2 separate regions of the Sus scrofa genome follow, and region 1 is linked to region 2. A link is a contact called in public Hi-C data. All regions are on one chromosome and are shown on one strand. The core of a region is the stretch at or near the end of the contact, and the rest is flanking DNA. Distances in the headings are between cores, read along the strand shown. Region 1 overlaps RGS8 (regulator of G-protein signaling 8). Region 2 holds the start of RGS16 (regulator of G-protein signaling 16).

What was found. A called contact is a pair of places that touch in the nucleus more often than the background predicts.
Region 1: a Hi-C map of liver shows a contact between it and region 2, with 2.9 times the contacts expected there. The contact joins the enhancer-like site here to the promoter of RGS16 in region 2. A contact is called at or near these places in 2 of 5 promoter capture datasets (fetal liver and liver), 8 of 47 Hi-C or Micro-C datasets (fetal liver, fibroblasts, liver and 1 more) and 1 of 2 datasets of contacts at active chromatin or transcription factors (skeletal muscle).

Annotation. Positions count from the first base shown.
Region 1 is chr9:123,976,747-123,982,916 of Sscrofa11.1, forward strand. RGS8 (regulator of G-protein signaling 8) reads right to left here. Exons shown (of 10, transcript XM_021063775.1): 7 at 1,810-1,911; 8 at 598-662. Among named protein-coding and RNA genes, the nearest start is that of RGS16, 61 kb to the left of the region's middle. Within about 2 kb of position 2,920, at least 2 of the 83 cell types and tissues checked have an H3K27ac peak or open chromatin away from gene starts, as enhancers often do. A contact at or near this core is called in fetal liver and liver, where this site is marked.
Region 2 is chr9:123,917,729-123,923,692 of Sscrofa11.1, forward strand. It overlaps RGS16 (regulator of G-protein signaling 16), which reads right to left and starts at 1,391. Exons shown (of 5, transcript XM_021063763.1): 1 at 979-1,391; 2 at 1-64. The coding sequence starts at 1,022. It overlaps LOC110255525 (a long non-coding RNA gene), which reads left to right. Exons shown (of 2, transcript XR_002335963.1): 2 at 1-413. LOC110255524 (a long non-coding RNA gene) reads left to right here and starts at 1,356. Exons shown (of 4, transcript XR_002335961.1): 1 at 1,356-1,440; 2 at 4,026-4,318.

The sequences.
Region 1 (6,170 bases), core at 1,670-4,169, 61 kb after region 2:
CACAACCATTTCTACTTTTACGGAAACAGAAGGCGAACGAGATGAGGAGGGGGAAAGCGGAAGAGGAAGGCTAGCAGAGGTGTATTCTCATAAAACCTGCAGTCAAGCAGACATTGAGGAGTGTAATACAACCAGGGTACAGAGCCCCCCAGATAAAGAGGGACAAGAAAGCTCAAAAGTCTGCCCACTCAAGTCAGTACCCAAATGCACAGAATATTCACTTGGTTGATGAGTAACCCAAGGCTCTCCAGGGTCTCCAAAGGAGGTCATTTAATTTTATAAAACAAGAACTGGATGGAATCTGGACGTTCATTCCTACTGAGCTCATGGCTCCAACTCCCTACGCCAAGTTCTTTCTTGCTAAAGTTGCTGAGTACACAGAGGCGTCTTGGGACCATAGCTCAGAAAACGGAAAATAAAGCCCATCTCCCCACTGCATTTAAATTATGTTTTCTTATCTCTGCCCCCTAGACAGGAACTCCCTAGAGGGCGGAGACTGGAGTTTTCTGGGACGCCAGGTACAGTACCTGGATTTTGCTGCATCTTTTACAAGATGGATGATTTGCTGAGACATGATGAAACCTGAATTCTACTTACACTTATGGGAGAGAAGCACATCAAAGGAATCTGCCCACCTCGTAGCTTCTTCTGTGGATAGTCTCCTAGGAAAAAAGAAACATCTGTCTTGAATATTTCTGAAACGACCTCCTCTCCTTCAGCTACCTCTGCGGTTTGCTCAGAAGAACAAGACAATAGACAGCAAATGAAGACCATACCCAGATCTCTGCAGTTCTGTCACAAACTGCAGAGCCTACCATTTAAGTGACTGATGGGAAAAAAATCTTAGGATTGGAATTCTGTAAATTTTGTATGTTGGCTTTCAGTCTAAAAAGCAAAACTAAGAAAGTGCAAAATTTAAAGACGTCACTGTGGGAGTTCCCGTTGTGGCACAGCGGAAACGAATCCAACTAGGAACCATGAGGTTGTGGGTTCGATCCCTGGCCTCGCTCAGTGGGTTAAGGATCTGGCGTTGCCATGAGCTGTGGTGTATGTAGGTTGCAGATGTGGCTCAGATCTGGCGTTGCTGTGGCTGTGGTGTAGGCCGGCAGCTACAGCTCTGATTAGACCCCTAGCTTGGGAACCTCCATATGCCGAGAGTGCAGCCCTAAAAAGGACAAAAAGACGAAAAAAAAAAAAAGATGTCACTGTAAACCAACTCTGCTTCTGTTTAGCTAATTAATTCAAGTGTCCCAGTAACAATGGAAAGACACTGACTGGACTTGAAGTTCGACGAGTGAGGCTGAGCTCCCGACTCCATCCCTTTACCTTATTTTCCTCATCTCTGTAACGGGGATAAAGACAGAACTCGTGTGGGTTGCACGAATACCATCTATGACATCACTGAACACAGGACCTGCACAGTATAGGCACTGAATCCATATTATCTGAACCTAAGCAGATGTTTGAGTAGATTTGAGTGTTTCCCATCTGAGAAGCTCAAATTGACAGCTAAGTAGAGCCAAGAAGCATCCTTCACAGCAGCTTTATAAGAGTGGTGCGTGATGTGGTTTTCGCAGGATAAAAAGGAGGGTCTCTATTCTGAGACTGGTATGCCATTCACTTTGAAGAGGAAAATAACATTCTTTCATTCATGTTCACAGATACCAAAGAAGCTGCCAAGAGGGGGGAATTTGTCACACAGCTCATCTCTTCAACCATCTACCAGAGAAGACGAGGTTACATAGCCCCACGGTGGGCATCCACCCCACAGCTGGCACCCTGGGAATGCTGCGTGGCCATATTACTCACTTTAGAGCACGGTTGGGTTTGTCGGGAAGAATAGCGGTGAAATCGCTACAGGAGTCGGACTTGTGAGACAGGCATCCCAGTCGAGTCCTCATACCTTTGTTCCTGCAATAAGCACAGGGGCAGAAGGATGCGGAACTGTCAAAATAATAGCTGTCAGCCCCATAAAGGGCCCCTGGAGCTGCTGTGGCAGGAGCCAGCCCTGCCGGCTCCCATCCTTCCCCAGGTGGCCCCCGCAGATTTCCTGCGCAAAAGGAGAAACACCTAGAGGCTCAAGGGCGATACTCACTCCCTGTCTTGACTACTGGAATAGTAATAGGTCCCCTACCCCTAGAGGCTTAATGCTTTTTAAAGCTGACATGCAAGTTGATGGTAAGTCAATGAAGGTCGTTAGCTTGGAAGTATTTCTAAATTAGGATTCTCTGTGGGGAAAGGAAATACAGAGATGACAAAATAACCAGCCACATTTTGCTTTCCCACTAGGAGGGCAAAGCGGCAGCCGCGGCAACAGCAGTAACTCCCAATTGCAGAACCCCTGTGGTACCCACACGGGTAGTGGAGGGATGCTTGCGTGATACAGGGGTGCCTGTCATAGAATCTCAGGGCACAGATAAAGTCCAGGGCTTCAGAACAGGTCAATTCCACCTCAGGTTCTTCCTACCCAGCCCACGAACCTGGGGATACACACGAACGGCTACAGACCAGTAAAGACTGATGCCTGCAGGTGGGGAGGAGAACAGTGGGTCCAATCAGCAATTAAGAACCAGGGGTGCCCTTGGTCAGCTCTTTCACTGAACTAAGCTCTCAAACATCTATTTATATTTTAGTATATTAACATATCTAAAATTTTAACATGCATGCTTAAATTTCTCATATGTTTTCTAATTTTCCTAAAGACCAGACACTACAGACCCAATGAGACATTATGCTAACGTCTCTTTCAGGCTCTCATGAATAACCCCCTTTTACCTTTAACCGAGATTGGCAAACTACAGCCCCACAAGATGTCTGTTTGTGTAAATAAATTTTTATTGGAACACCACACCTCGTTTGTTTACACGTGGTCTAAAGCTGCTTTCGAGCACGAGGGCAGAGTTGGGTGGTTGCAACACAGACCCTATGGCCCATGAAGTCGAAACTATTTACTCTCTGGCTCTTGGTGGAATCACTTTACTGACCCTTGACCTTTAACCATGGCAATTCCTCAGATGGAAGGAGAAGGTAAGGGGGGTGGTTTGGGGATAATCAGGACTTGAGAGTGACTTAGAGGGGACTTCCGCATGCACGCTGGTCACAATTTGCCATGGAACTAGTCCCAGAAGATGTCATTCTCCTGGTGGAAAGGAAGTTTTTCCAGCCTGGCTTTCCCTTCCTCATTTTCACAAATCCTGGGTCTGAGCAGAGATGTGAGCGGTCATGCAAGGCAAGCCTTTTCTTTTATTTCAAATGGGTTTTCATCCCTGACCCTGGTCATCGTTCACAGAAATCTTATCCAGCAGTGCCTGGGGATGGTATCACGTTTGGCGGGGATGGACAACACGTGTATTCCACAGTCCATCTCCGAGGAGCCTTTTAAGGCCAGAACATCCAAGTTCTCAGAAATACCTCCTCGCCTGCCCGTCCTGTGCTCCCACCTCTCATCTCAGCCAGACACCCTGTGAAGCCATCGATTTTCTGGCTTTTCAAAACACTGGCTACAGCTGTTCTCTGATGTCCACTTTACGTCCACTCACTCTTACAAGTCAGAGGGCACCCCAGTGCCAGGCCATGCAAGCCACGATTCAGGGCCCTTGAGTCATCACCTTCCATGAATTCAAGTGCAGGTCCTGCTCAGAACCCCAACTTAGAATGAGCCAGTTCATTCCTCGGTGCCTCAGAAACATCAGAGAACCCCAACTTAGAATGAGCCAGTTCATTCCTCGGTGCCTCAGAAACATCAGTCACTGAACAATCAGGTCGATGCCCCTAAGAGCAATTAAGAGGATTTCCAAACAATGGCAAATCCACACCAACTGTCTAATAACGTTTAGCAGGGGCCGGTGTAAAGGGTGCTCCTTGTTACCAAGACAACGTGAGTCTCCCAAATAGTTTGCAAAATCTTCCACAAGATATTCTTTGGGGCAAAAGAGTTCTGATTTTCCATCTTGTCTAGCTGAGACTTAACCTTTTAGTGAGGTCTGAAAGAACCGGAGCAGAAGCCAGAGTCAAAGGTTAAGTTGACTTTAAAAAAGAAAAAACTGGGCTTGTCCTCATCTTTCTTCTCTATCCCCGTACCTCATAGAGACCCCTACAGGGTTCAATACAAGCTCATGCAGGGGCCCACCCCATAAATCCTGCCAGTGTGGGGGAGGGCTTGGTGCTGAGGCCAGCTCTGCTGGCAAGGCCCCAACTTTGCGAGAAGCCCCCAGGGAAGGACAGCGCAGTCCACACAGGCGGCCTGGGGGATGGATGCCAGTGGCGGTCCACCGCAGGGTTGGAAGGCTTCAGGCAGGCTCCAACTGGCGGCGGGGGCAGCGGGGGCAGCAGGAAGGCAGTGGGAAGAAGAAAGGGGCAGAGGTAAGAAGACAGGTTAGCATCAGTTACCTGCGTGGCATCAGTAAAGCGGCCATACAGGCACCGGCTTACGGGTGACCCTCTGGCTGGCGTGCAGGGACGTCAGGGCGGGAGATTAGCCTGTGGGGCGCGGGATTTACCCTTTCACGTCCTCTCACCTAAAATCAAAGAATCTGCTGTAAGAGGGGGCCGCCCTCTCTTATCTGACTGCACTACGAGTCCTCGTAGACAATTTCCTGCCAATAGAACACCTCCCCACACACGACCCCCTGTTCCCCACAACCGTCTGCTCATCCTGAGCAAGGGACCAACCCAGGGTGGATGGGGACCAGCTGTCGGGGGGCTTCACCTCGCAGCCTGTTGGTCAGGAGTTCCTGCTTCCCCAACCATGGATCAGCAAGGGTGACATGGGACGCAGGCCCCCAGGGGAAGAAAGCCCAGGTGGGGCAAGCTGAAAATTACTGTCCTCTGTGTCTTACTCAAGTGGGGCCCAAGTGACCAGCCGGCCCTGGGTGGGGGTGGATGGGTCAGCACTCGGTCCAGCATCATTTGATTGGCTGCTCTTCTGCTTCTCAGCTCCCTCCAAGTGAAGCTGGGAGGGCGTGAGCGGGCGGAAGGTTAAGAGAACTCCAAGGGAGGCTTGTCAGGCCCTGTCACTGCTCAGGTTTGCTCCTTTGCGGGGATTGCAGGCATGGGGTGAAGAAATGAATAAGCAAGTCACTCTGCCCTGCCCATCTGGAGGCTGCCTGACCTTCCGCAGCCTGGGCACTGCCTGTTTCTGATGGGAAGCCAGAAGGGTAGCGGGGGGGGGGGGGAGGGTTCTGGAGGGGGAGGGCGCTCAGTGCTTCAAACCCTTTGTTCCTGTGGACAAAACTGATGGGAAGAAACACGTGGAGAGAACAACCTATCCATGCAGGGTCCCCCTGGGGACCTCTGCCACCAAGCAGAGAAGCCATTTTCAAAGAAGCCTCATTTAGACAGAGAAGGCCCCAACACCATCTATGCAGGTTAAATTATTTTGATATTACCTGGAACATTTCACAAAGGCTTTGGAAAAAAATACCTTCTCCAATATCACTGTAATTAATCCAATTATAAGATTGCTTTGTTAAAACTGGGGGGCAAAATTAGTTAGACTTGGTGTAAAGCCTCATCTCCGGGAGACTGAGCTAGGGCTGTGTCCCCCGACAGCAAGGACGTTTCCTTAATCTTTGTCCCAACCGTGCCTACACCTGCTTGCCCAGAAGTGGGGAAATCGAAGTCCTTGACGGCTCTAAGGGTCTCTAGAAATCCCTCTTTGGAGTACCCGAGCCTCCTTGTCTCTCAATTGTGGGATGAATCCCCAGAGGAGGGGGAAGCCCAGGCCAAGGGCCTTTGTGAACTTGGGGCCGAGCAGAACCAGGGACCACCACCCCCATTCACAGCAGGCAAGGTCGTCTGGGCAGTTGTCACCTGGCCTCCGGTCACTGCCTTGTGGCTCTTCCCACCCCACGGCTAGTCCACGCTGGCTTCCTGGCACTGCTGCAATGTCGGCCTCCCTCTCTTCTGAATCTGGCACTGGCCCCCCTTGCCCCTCAGCCCCTCCATCACCCCTTCGATTAGCTTACTCTTGGAATCAATGAAATAGGAATCTGCAGAATGCTCTGACCCTCACCTTTCTCATTCATCCCAGCACCTATCCCCTCGACTTCTAGGGAACAGAGGTTGGGGTTACCCAGCGCCCAGGAAGGCCAGGGGTATGACGGCACCATGGTCCATGTGCCCTAATAAGTGGGCATCAAGTTACAGGGGACTCTGGGGCAGACAGGATG
Region 2 (5,964 bases), core at 141-2,640:
GGGATCGGAGCCCAGCTCTGACTTGTGAAGAAAGATCCCCAGCCGGGTCTTGAACTCTTTGGCTCTGGAAGACAACGCATGAGCATGTGAGGAATCTCCGGTTGCTTGGCCAGGGCAGAGAGATTGAGGGGGTCCCAGGAGAGCTCATGCTGGCGCCCCCCCAAAGCTTCCTGGGACACTTGGCTATTCCCAGGGCATAAACGTTGCTTCTCTCATCAGTATCATGAACCCAGAAACAATGAAAGCAGTCTTTGAGCTGTGCCTCCATAGGTCTTATACTTTCTGGGTCTACAATACAGCTGTATTCATGGGCTTTTTGGCATTAAGTCACACCAATCTATCTTTGTGCCAGCTGATGAGCAGAAGGCAGTTCAGCACACTCTGGGCTTGTTACAAATATTTCTAGAACTGTGTGGAAGTTGATTTCTACCTTCATCTTTACTTTTTCTTTTCCAGCCTCCAGCTTCAGCAAAGATTGGTGAGGCTGAGAAGTCCCCTGGGAAGTGGGCACATCTCTCACCAGGTGGGGGGAAGGGGGGGACGCTGAAAAACACTTCCCTGCCTTCCCAGCACCTGAGGAGGCCAGGGCCCTAGCTCTGGGCTTTAAAACGAAAACCAAGTGCTTAAGAAACCAGGGAAGACAGTTCTGCCTGGTGATGCCAACACCAGGTCTTCCTGCAGCCGAGACTTCAGCAGGTCAGCCAGGTAGAACTGCAACTTGTGTCAGAGGATGGGGAATGCCAATAAGCAGCGGACCCTCTGCTTCCCTTTAATTCGCCTTCTCCCTTCTGGTGGTCCATCCTCCTCTTAGACTCTAAGGGAGGCATCTGTGAACGCGGAACCAAGTTGACCTCCACCTTTCAAGTTACTAGCGTCCCATGCTCCTGCCCACCCAGGTCCCCAAGGCTGCCGCTCCGCTTCCTAAGGTTGATGGGACTTGGACTTCTTTCTCCAGGCAGCTGGACAAGCTCCTCTTACCTCTCCAGGCAGGTGGTGGGGAAGGCAGCCAGGGTCCGGCACATGGCTGCTGATGCAGGGCAGCACGTCGTGGAGAGGATGGTGGCGGGCTCCTGGGGACACCGCAGAACCCAGGGAGGCAGAACAGCGGCAGCAGCTAGCGCCTCTATGCAGACTGCGTTTATCAAGGGGAACCTCACTGAGCCAGCGGCTTTTATTCCCTTGGAGGGGGCGGAGCGGGGCTGAGAGCCGCCGACCAATCGGAGAGCCGTCCTGAGCGCGGGCGAAGACGGAGGCGGGGCCGGGGGCTCGAAGGGGCGGGGCGCGGAGCCTAGGATGCGCCGCTACCCTGCTACCCTCGTGCAACTCTCGCACCGCAGGGGTGCTCACGGGGCTGCCCCCTCCTCCGGGCGGACGGCGGCGTGGGGAGGGAGGCGCGGCAGAGAAGTCGCACGTTGTCGAGACGCGCTCGCACCCAGTTAGGTAGGAAAAAACCCTGTCGGCCGTTAGTAAAAGCAGGAAACCAACTCAGCGGTGCCAGGAGGATTTGCGTGGGGGTGGCGGGTTGGGGAGGTAAGCGAAGTGTGGGTCACAGCCTGAGCCTGAGCTTGTTAGGGCTCCACGGAGCAGAGCACAGGGTGCAAGACAGCATATTATGCTGGTGCCTTACATTTCTTGTGCTTCTACCCAGATGGCCACGGGTCAGCCCAGGAAGCCCTTTACATCATCACCGCCATTTTAGAAATGAAGAAACCGAGTCAGAAAGTTAAAAAGACGTGCCCAAGATCAGAGTTAGAAATAGACAACTCCCCCCGTGGGCCGGGGGGCGGGAGGCGGCTTTATTGAGCAACTGCTAAGTCCCAATCCCTTTCGCTAAAACTTGAGTTAAACCCCTTGCTGAAAGTCACACAAGGTTTTGCCAGAATTCAAATATGAATTTACCACACTTTTCTCTACTGCCCTTTCCCAGCTGAGAATCCCAACACCTTTGTAACTGATGAACGCAACTTTTAAGTATTTGCTAGTTAGTTCAGCGCCCTCATCTCTGAGATAAAGGTAATGGATGCCCTGCTTCTCTCCTCACGTTCTCATAACGGCATCACAGCCTCCCCAAGGCTCCTCACATGCCTTTGGGATTGCAATTAAGAGGCTGCAGGTGAGGTTAAGTGTGTGTGATCTGGAGATGGATTTCTCACTTTCAAATCTGGGCTCTGCTGTTTACTGGTGGGAGACCCGGGACAAGCTTCTCAACCTTTTCATGTCTCCATTTCCTCGCCTCTAAGATGAAAACGTGATGCATTTATTTCATAAAGTTGTGAGAACTAGATAAATTTAAGTTGTACTTGGAGTTCCCCAGGAAACAAGGAACATAGTTCCTCTGAGGCAGAGGCTGGCTGGGGAGAGTTCTCGGAACTAAGAGGGTGTGAGGGAAGCAGGGTTGGGCAGAGGGGGGAACGGATGCTGAAGCTGGTCCCAAGGGATGCTCTGGAGTGGGATGGCCCTTCAGAGCAGTCGCTGCAGTGAAGCAAGGGGCGGCCTTGCGTCCCACATCAGCTGTTCACTGGACAGCCTAATTTTTTTTTCTTTCTTTCTTTTTTTTTTTTTTTTTTTTTTTTTTTTAGGGCTGCACCCTTGGCATATGGAGGTTCCCAGGCTAGGGATCCAATCAGAGCTACAGCTGCCGGCCTACACCACAGCCACAGCCATGCTGGATCTGAGCCGCGTCTGCGACCTACACCACAGCTCACAGCAACGCCAGACCCTTAACCCACTGAGCAAGGCCAGGGATCAAGCCCGCAAACTCATGGCTCCTGGTCAGATTCGTTTCCGCTGCGTCACGATGGGAACTCCAGGCTGGCGTAATCTTAAACAAGGCCGTTCCCTCTGCCAAGAGCAGCTCCTGGAGAGAGACTGCTGGGAGCCTACAGCAGACAGCACCCTGGGGAACGAGGGCCTGATCCCAAACGGATCTGGAAAACGCACCCCGGCCCCTGCCACCACACCTGTACGGTGCTTGGCACAGTGCTTGGCTTGTAGTCGGCACTCAGTGTACCTCAGCTCTCAGGTTTACGTAATAGGGATACTGGGCCTGCTAGACAATAAGGAAAGGGAGCGTGTTTTTGTGACTCTTGGAGTCGAAGTGTTTTTCACAAGGGGCATTTCAGAGTTGCTACTCCTCAGCGAGGCCTGGAAACGAGTCAGAAAAGAGTGCAAACAGCAGAGAAGAGGTTCCACCCGAGTGAGAGGGCCCAGGGCGGAGGCCCAGAAAAGCTGGTCAGGGAAGGGAAGGGGAAGCACCCGGAGGGGGAAGAGGGGAGGAAGGTCTGTGGGACCATCACTGAGGCACTGCTGGAGCCAAAGAAGCCCCCATGGCAACAGCGTGCAGCATGTTCTGCCAAAGCAGGCCCCCTTGTTAAGCCAGGGCGGGCAGAAGAGGAACCAGTTAATCCAAACCAAATGCGCTCTGAGCAGCCAGAGTTGAAGCCTCCCCAGCCTCCCAGAAGGTCGGTGCATTGGTTAGCGGAGCACGGGGGCAGGTGCAGCAGCAGCGCACATGTTGGCAGCCAGTGCCCTTTCCAATGCCAGCATCCAACCTGCATCCCATCTCGCCCACCTTGGCTCTTATGCTGCTTTTCTCACAAGTCCAGGGCTGGACCAGTATGGGGCAGGGAGATGGACCAGGGTTGGGAGGGGGGCAGCGGAAGGATGCCGTTTGAACATTGGCTTCCAGCACAGTCCCTCGCCCCCACCCGGCCGCCCCATCAGCAGGACGTTCCACCCGGAGGAGTTTGTCAGCTGAGCTGAGGGTTGTTTTTTCACCTGATGCTGCTCATGCCCCAGCGCACACTTTCATTATGCAGCTGCCAAGTGGGGCCATGGGTAGTGCTGGGGACAGCTTTTCTTCTAGTGAGAAAAGCGAGTTTGTGGCTGGAATGAACCTCGGGTTTTACCCTCAGTGGCACCAGGTTGGACCTGGCCCCTGGCAACAATAATGGTGATTAGGCAGACAACCTCCTCAAACCTTCCTGTCCTTTCTGTGAATTGGCTTTTACATTTCCATTCTGCAGACAACAAAACAGCAGAGCCTAAGGCGCCCTTAGTTAAGTGCACTGGAGCTGAAAACAGCTGAACCCTGGGCCCAATCTCCAGATTCCTGAGCAAGGACTTTTTCGTTTGATAAAGAAAGCGAAGGAGACAAAGGGATGCACAGCGCACAGATCCGAGAGCGCAAAGCTCCCTGCTCAAGATGAAGAGCCCTCTCTCCGCTCAGCCTGCCTCCCAGTTGCCATGGTTACCTCTTCGGTTTCCAGGCAGAAACTTTTTTGAAGTTCTCGTTTATCCCAAATTCTCTTCCCAGCAGGTAGGTTGGTTGTGTCTGCAGTTTGTCATGACTCAACAGTTGCTGTCCATCCAGCTGCGCTCGCCTGTGAATCACACGGGCTTTGACGGACCTGACCTCGTTTTGGCCCAGCACTCCCAGCGCAGCTGCCCCCTCTTTAAGGGCGAGTATGGGGACACAGCTCTGCAGCCTGGGTCATCTGGTGCCAGGATTAAACCTCACACATTGTCACCGCCCCACTGTCCTCCACGGCCTTCAGTCCCTCTGACCTTCCCCCACAGCCTCACTTTTTCCACGGAGGCTAAGGTCTAGATGGGACCTTTGCTGAAAACGGTTAGAGGCAATGAAAACACTTTCTTGACTTCTGATTTGGTACGCTCGTCCCCACCGTGGTCTGGACCTTCCAAAATCTACTAGTCTACTCAATCTGCTATAAATATTTGTTAAGAATGTACTATGGGAGTTTCCCTCGTGGCTCAGTGGTAACGAATCTGACTAGCATCCATGAGGACGCAGGTTTGATCCCTGGCCTCGCTCAGTGGGTTAAGGATCCAGCGTTGCTGGTGATCTGTGGTGTAGGTGGCTGATGTGGCTCAGATCCAGCATGGTTGTGGCTGTGGTGTAGGCTTAAAAAGACAAAATAATAATAATAATAGTAATTGACTATGTTCCCAAGAACATGGGGCAACAACAGCGTCTAAGGCTCTTTCCTGACTTTAATGACCTCCTGTTTCCTCCTTGCTGAGGAAACAACTACCATGGGGTCACGGGAATGGGTGGGGAGATGACAGGAGATTATTGCCTGGTGTTACAACAAGTGTCCAGGAAAGAGAGAGACTGGAGAGGGTCAGCGGTGTTTTATTTGTTTGTTTGTTTTAAAAAAGAGGAGTTCCCACTGTGGCGCAGCAGAAATGAATCCAACTGGTATCCATGAGGATGCGGGTTCGATCCCTGGCCTCGCTCTGTGGGTTAAGGGTGTGACGTTGCCATGAGCTGTGGTGTAGGTTGCAGATGCAGCTTGGATCCGACGTTGCTGTGGCTGTGGTGTAGGCTGGCAGCTGTAGCTCTAATTTGACCTCTAGCCTGGGAACTTCCATATGCAGTGGGTGCAGCCCTAAAAAGCAAAATAAAATAAAATAAAACCTCACACATAAAAAAAGAAAAAAGAAGTGAGAGGGTTTGAGCCCTGTGGAAGAAGGTCGGCCTGCAGAAGGAAGCATTCTTCAAGGGGGACGGACAGCTAGGAAGAGCTTGCTGTAGTTTTAGGGCACAGCAAAAGTGCACAAAGATTTAGGAATTCCTTACACACAGGCAGAGGCTGCTGAGCTCGCAGAGCACACCCTTTTAGGTTTTAGAAGCACAAAAACAGCAGGGGCGGCATGTATCCTCGGTGGCCACTGGCTGCAGGGGGAGGTCACCACCCTCAGATATGAAATTGACAGTCTCTGGGGGCCAGTTCCTTGCCAGCTCAGGACAAGAACTATGGGCACCCTCCCTTCCTGGGCCCGTGAAGTTGACACAGTTCAGTCTGGGTGCAGGAAACGAGTGTTTTCCCCTGATTATCCTTTAGGGCACCAGGGGCAGCTCACTCTGCTGGCTGTACTATTCATCTCTGATCTCTCTTGTCTTGGAGGAAGGGATATGCCATTGGCAGGGCCTGCCATTCA